2 separate regions of the Sus scrofa genome follow, and region 1 is linked to region 2. Evidence: chromatin contacts called from public HiChIP or PLAC-seq data. All regions are on one chromosome and are shown on one strand. The core of a region is the stretch at or near the end of the contact, and the rest is flanking DNA. Distances in the headings are between cores, read along the strand shown.

The links. HiChIP or PLAC-seq counts read pairs in DNA pulled down with a chosen protein or histone mark.
Region 1: an H3K27ac HiChIP or PLAC-seq map of alveolar macrophages shows a contact between it and region 2. The contact joins the promoter of DNAJC7 here to the promoter of COASY in region 2. A contact is called at or near these places in 1 of 5 promoter capture datasets (fetal liver) and 1 of 2 datasets of contacts at active chromatin or transcription factors (alveolar macrophages).

The regions. Positions count from the first base shown.
Region 1 is chr12:20,724,552-20,727,251 of Sscrofa11.1, reverse strand. It overlaps DNAJC7 (dnaJ homolog subfamily C member 7), which reads right to left and starts at 1,315. Exons shown (of 15, transcript XM_003131409.5): 1 at 1,153-1,315. The coding sequence starts at 1,229.
Region 2 is chr12:20,261,433-20,264,174 of Sscrofa11.1, reverse strand. It overlaps COASY (Coenzyme A synthase), which reads left to right and starts at 1,443. Exons shown (of 10, transcript NM_213789.1): 1 at 1,443-1,510; 2 at 1,919-2,626. The coding sequence starts at 1,930.

The sequences.
Region 1 (2,700 bases), core at 66-2,565, 460 kb before region 2:
GTCAGGAACTTGGGACACTGACTGCAATAACCATCCTTAAACTTGGTAACTATTCATCTGCCTCCCTGAGCACCCCTTATGTTTCAAACCTGGACAGTAAAAACACACAAACAAACAAACAAAATACCCCTCAGAATCCTGACTGCAGATCTCATGAACTACGCACCACCTGAAACCACCCAGACTGAAGCCATATGGGCTTGATATAAAGATATGCAATAAGTAGGAAGGAGAACGAGGGAACCGTAGTCAATTAAGTTGCGCCTGATAAGGAAAGGGCTCCAAACTTCCAGAACCTTTTCGTGAATTCCGCTCCAGCATTAGGACAAGTATGACTACCCACAACTGTGTTCCAACCCCACTCCAATAACCTGCTTTAGCTGTAGCCAAAACCCAGAGTGTTCTCGAAAACCACTCACTCAGCAGCTCCCTTGGCTAGTCCGGACTGGCAATCTCGAGCCACTGCGGCTGCCCAGCAGCGCCAACAGCGCCCAAGCAGCTGGCCTCCTTCTTGCTGCTTAAGAAATAGTCCTGGGGAAAATGAGGATCTTAGGAAGGACGGAGGGGGACGGGGGGCTGGGCGTGCAGACCATGAGACAAGCCCCTCACCCTTCTTTATCACCTTCAACTTCTAGGGCAACCGAGGGGCCACCAGGTCAATAATGAAGACACACAATCACCTCGGGCCAGACTAGTACTCGCTGGGGTATAACTACGGAGGAAAGGGAGAGAGAAAAGAGGGTTCTGGCGATGCAAAGTGCTGATAGACAACAATGTGCAGAAGTTAGCAAGAGGAGGAGGGGGTCGGGGGCGATGTAAGAAGTCGTCATCACCACTGCGCCGCCTCCCCCACCCCGCAACAAACCTCCCAGATCCCCTCAGAGACCTGGCCTCTGCAATGAGGACGACCTTCCTCTCTGCTGGGGAAACAAGGCCGAGCCTCAGCTCCCCAGCCAGGCGGAAGCTGGAGGGAAGGGCCGACCTCCGAGAGCGCCCCTTCAGGGGGTCCATCCGGACTCGAGCCCAGATTGGGGGGGGGGGGTCTCGGAGGGCGGGGCATCGCCTCGACAGGGGCTGCACCACGGCAAGGACGGGGTTCCCGGAGCCACGGAGCTTAAGCTCGCCCGTTCCCCTACCCTGCCACCCGGTTACCTCTTCGCTTCCTCGTCGTCGAGCAGCTCTGGCCCGGTCGCCGCCATTACCACATCGCACTCCGCGGCAGCCGCCATCTTACCGCCGGGACCAGAGAGCCGGGTGGGAGGCCGGCGGTGAAGAGCACTTCCGGTCGGACCATCGAGCAGCTCGGCGGCGCTGCGCCCAGAGGGGTTCCCTCGGGCCCGTCTACCAGCGAGAGGCTCTGCTTGGGGCCAGAGCGGCCTCCCGCCCTCGGAGGTCCACGGTGGTCTCCGCCCTGGGGCGGGGACCCAGAGACGGTTCCTGTGCGTAGGGGGCGCCACTTTACCCTTGGGTCGGACGAGGGATACAGGCTGCTGTCTCCTCTCTAGGCTTTGGCTTTTCTCAGTATTCTGAGAGCCTCGTTGCCATAACAACTTCCAATCCTAGAGAGTCTCCCGTGAGGCTCGGAGAGTCGGACTGGGTAGGGATCCTGTGACCTGGAGGGAAAGAGCCCCCCCCCCCCACTACTATCTTTTCGACCTTGAGAGTGTGTCCACAGCTTCCTTCACGAAAGGAAAGAAGAGACACTTTGAGTCCTTCTTCCCCAGCGTTCATCGGCCCCTAGAAGCCCTGCCCAACCAAGCCAGAGGAACGCAGGGCGTCTTCACACCGCGCCTTTCATCCCCTCTGGATCTCCAAGCACCAACTGGTTCATCACCCTAATGACGCTGACCCTTTGATGAGGCTGCTTTCATGTCAGCCTCCGGGAGTGCCATCTCAGCATTAAACCTAGGGAGGGTGGCATGGGGCCCCAGACTCTGCTCTGGAGTTTATAAGGCAGCTCACGGGGTGAGGTCCCTTCTCCACAGTGTCCCCATTGCTCTCAACCCTTATGTAAACTCCCTGCTCAGCACGCTTGTCTTGTCAAATGCAGTCTGGATCGGGAACTCAGAGAGGGCAAGGACACAGCCTGATCATCTTTTTAGCAACTCCCTTCACTCAAACCAATAATATTTGTGGCCTTGAATTGTATTGGGGTTTCCTGAGGTTAAATTGGGGGAGTTTGAAGTTAAAAATTAAAGTTAACCGGTACTGGAGTTCCCGTCGTGGCTCAGCAGAAACGAATCTGACTAGCATCCATGAGGACACAGGTTCCATCCCTGGCCTTGCTCAGTGGATTAAGGATCTGGCGTTGCCCTGAGCTGTGGTGTAGGTCGCAGAGGTGGCTCAGATCTGGCGTTGCTGTGGCTGTGGTGTAGGTTCCCTAGCCTGGAAACCTCCATATGCTGTGGGTGCGGCCCTAAAAAAAGATTAAAAAAAAAATTAGAGTTAATGGATACTAAAATAAGAGGGGCTCAAGGGAATTTAAAAAGGATTTATCCCCCTTCTTCAGTAAAACAGTCTGTGCCATTGTTGGTAAGTTGCCTGCATGGCCCCTGCCTATCACAGTGCTGAGGAAGCTAAATCACACCTAGCACCTGGGGAACAGAGGATGGGAGAGGCTCAGGTTTTTGGAAGAGAAAAGTCGTTCATCCAGCCAGTCATTCAGCAGCCCTCTCTAAAGTGCCTACTTTTTGCTAGGTT
Region 2 (2,742 bases), core at 194-2,693:
CTGGGTTCAGTCACATATACTGTCCATGTTTATCACTGCCCTCTCAAGGCTGTGTCCTTGAAACAGCTCCCACTGTGGGAATGGTGGGCAGACCACCTTTCAAGGACAGGGGAGGCGTGAGTAGCCTCTGGCTGCCCATGTCCAGCTCAAGGCTGAACTGGCGGTCATGTCCACCAGATGACCTCCTCGAACAGTGACTCTGCAGGCATATGAGACTGTGTGTCCATATGTCTCAGGGAATTTCCTGAAAGTGTGCAGTTTGCGTCTTCAATTGGGTCCTGTAAAACTCAGCTTAAGATATCTTTGCGAAAATTGTGGTCTCAGAGTTCCCTCGTGCCTCACCACATTAAGGATCCAGCATTGTCACTGCTGTGACTTGGGTCAGTGCTGTGGCCTGGCTTCGATCCCTGGCCCGGGAACTTCCACATGCCACAGGCAAGGCAAAAAAAAAAAAGAAAAAAAGCTTGGCCTCAAGTCCTTAAGTCCTTATAACTCTTCCATCCTTGACTCTAGGATTAGATCCAGGTTCTGTGGGGCCAGAGGCATATACATTTGGGGAGACCTCTTTAGGAATAATACAAAAAAAAAAAACAAAAAACAAAAACAAAATTAAGTATGAAAGTGAGCATTTATTTAGTTTGGGAAAATAAACCACAGCACATTACTGCAATTTCCCAGATGGCAACTTGGCTTTGCTTCTCGAGGACGACTGCCAATTCCACCCTCTCCAGCGCTCATTAGGTAAACCCTTGCCACTAAGTCTCTCCTTTCTCCTGTTCACAAGGTCTACCTTCTGGCAGCTCTACTGAGCTCCCACACAGAGCTTTCCTGCTATTATCTCTGGAAAACTGGCGTATCACTAACTCTGGGTGATGTGGGGAGTACTGCACGGGAGCCACGGCACATGACCTCGGTCCTCACCTCCCTAAATATCCCTGGAACATACAGGACCTCAATTTCTCCATCTGTGAAACTGGGTGGTGGCACAGGGGTGTGTGTGGGGGGGACGGTTCTGTGATCTCGCACATGAGGATCCTAGACTGGGAGGACGCCAGTCGCTGGGCTGGGGACACCAAGCCCTAATTTAAGTACTACCCTATAACCTCCACCGCCGTCCCCGCGATTTATTAAGAGGGGAAGCCAGTTGTTAGTTCTACTTTAGCCGCTGTCTCCTGGGTGACCTAGCTAAAGCCAGTCTCTTCTCTCAGAGTCTGAAGGGCACCCGTGAAACGGGCTTTCCAGCCGACCTTGCTCTATTAGTCCAGGCACGTCAGATTCTCTAAATGTGGTCTCACGCCACCTCCCAACTACCGAGCTCCGCCTCTCTGCAAAGGCAGGCGCCCCGCTCCATGAAAAATCTCGCGAGAATCCCTCGACTCACCAAAGTTGAGATTTTTGGCCTTTTCCAGGTTCCGTAGCTCGGAGTCGCAGCGCCGGAACTAGTGTTAACGGGTCGCGGCGGGGGAAGACTCCGCGGTGGTGCACGCGGAACCAAAGTCCGGAGGTCTCAGTAAGTAGGGGACCGACCCGAACCTCAGCGGCCCCCTCTAGTCCCCTCCTCCGATTCCTTGAAGATATTGGTGATTATCAAGAGCGCCCAGGATTTCTGAATCCCCAGCCTAATGACTTAGCAGCTCCTGCCTATTTCACTCCTCCCAAGTTTTCGATTCAATTCTGCGAATTCACTGCTCCATCTGAGTTGATAAACCGAGATTTAGAGCGTAGCCCCGAGGCGCCGTTTCCTGGGCCCTGTCCCCTCCCCCGGGTCTCTCTCAGTCCGCCCTGAGACCCCGTCCCTGGTCCAAGTCCCCTCTCTTAGGTCCACGTCCCTCCTCTTAGGTCCAGGTCCCCCAGTTGTCTTCGGCCTCAGCCACATAGCTCTCAGTCACCCTCGCCTTGTCTCCTTGACCGTCCACAGGCCGGGCCATCATGGCTGTATTCCGATCGGGCCTCCTGGTGCTGACAACGCCGCTGGCCTCCCTGGTCCCTCGCCTGGCCCCCATCCTGACCTCGGCGGCCCGGCTTGTGAATCACACGCTCTATGTACACCTGCAGCCCGGCATGAACCTGGGGGGCCCGGCTCAGCCCCAGTCTAGCCCCGTGCAGGCCACATTTGAAGTTATCGATTTCATCACGCACCTCTATGCTGGCGCCGATCTCCACAGGCACCTGGACGTCAGAATTTTGCTGACCAATATCCGAACCAAGAGCTTTCTCCCTCCCCTGCCTAGCTCGGTCCAGAACCTGGCCCACCCACCGGAAGTAGTGCTGACTGACTTCCAGACCCTGGATGGAAGCCAGTACAACCCGGTCAAGCAACAGCTAGAGCGTTATGCCACCAGCTGTTACAGCTGTTGTCCGCAGCTGTCTTCGGTGCTGCTATACCCCGATTATGGGCCCGGAATGCTGCCTGTGCAGCCCCTAGATGTCCCTTTACCCTCCACCATCAGGCCGGCCTCCCCCGTGGCCAGGTCTGCAAAGCAACCAGTGCGTGGCCACCAGCGAGGGGCTGTAGGTGGCACCTTTGACCGCCTACACAATGCCCACAAAGTGTTGCTCAGTGTGGCCTGCATCCTAGCCCAGGAGCAGCTTGTGGTGGGAGTGGCAGACAAAGACCTGTTGAAGAGTGAGTGAGAGAGACCCTGGATTAGGGCAGTTTTACCCCCACCCCACCCCCAACCCCAGGCCAAGACTGAGGAAGAGTAGGGTGGTCCAGTACTTCCTGCCCCTTCGCACATGTAA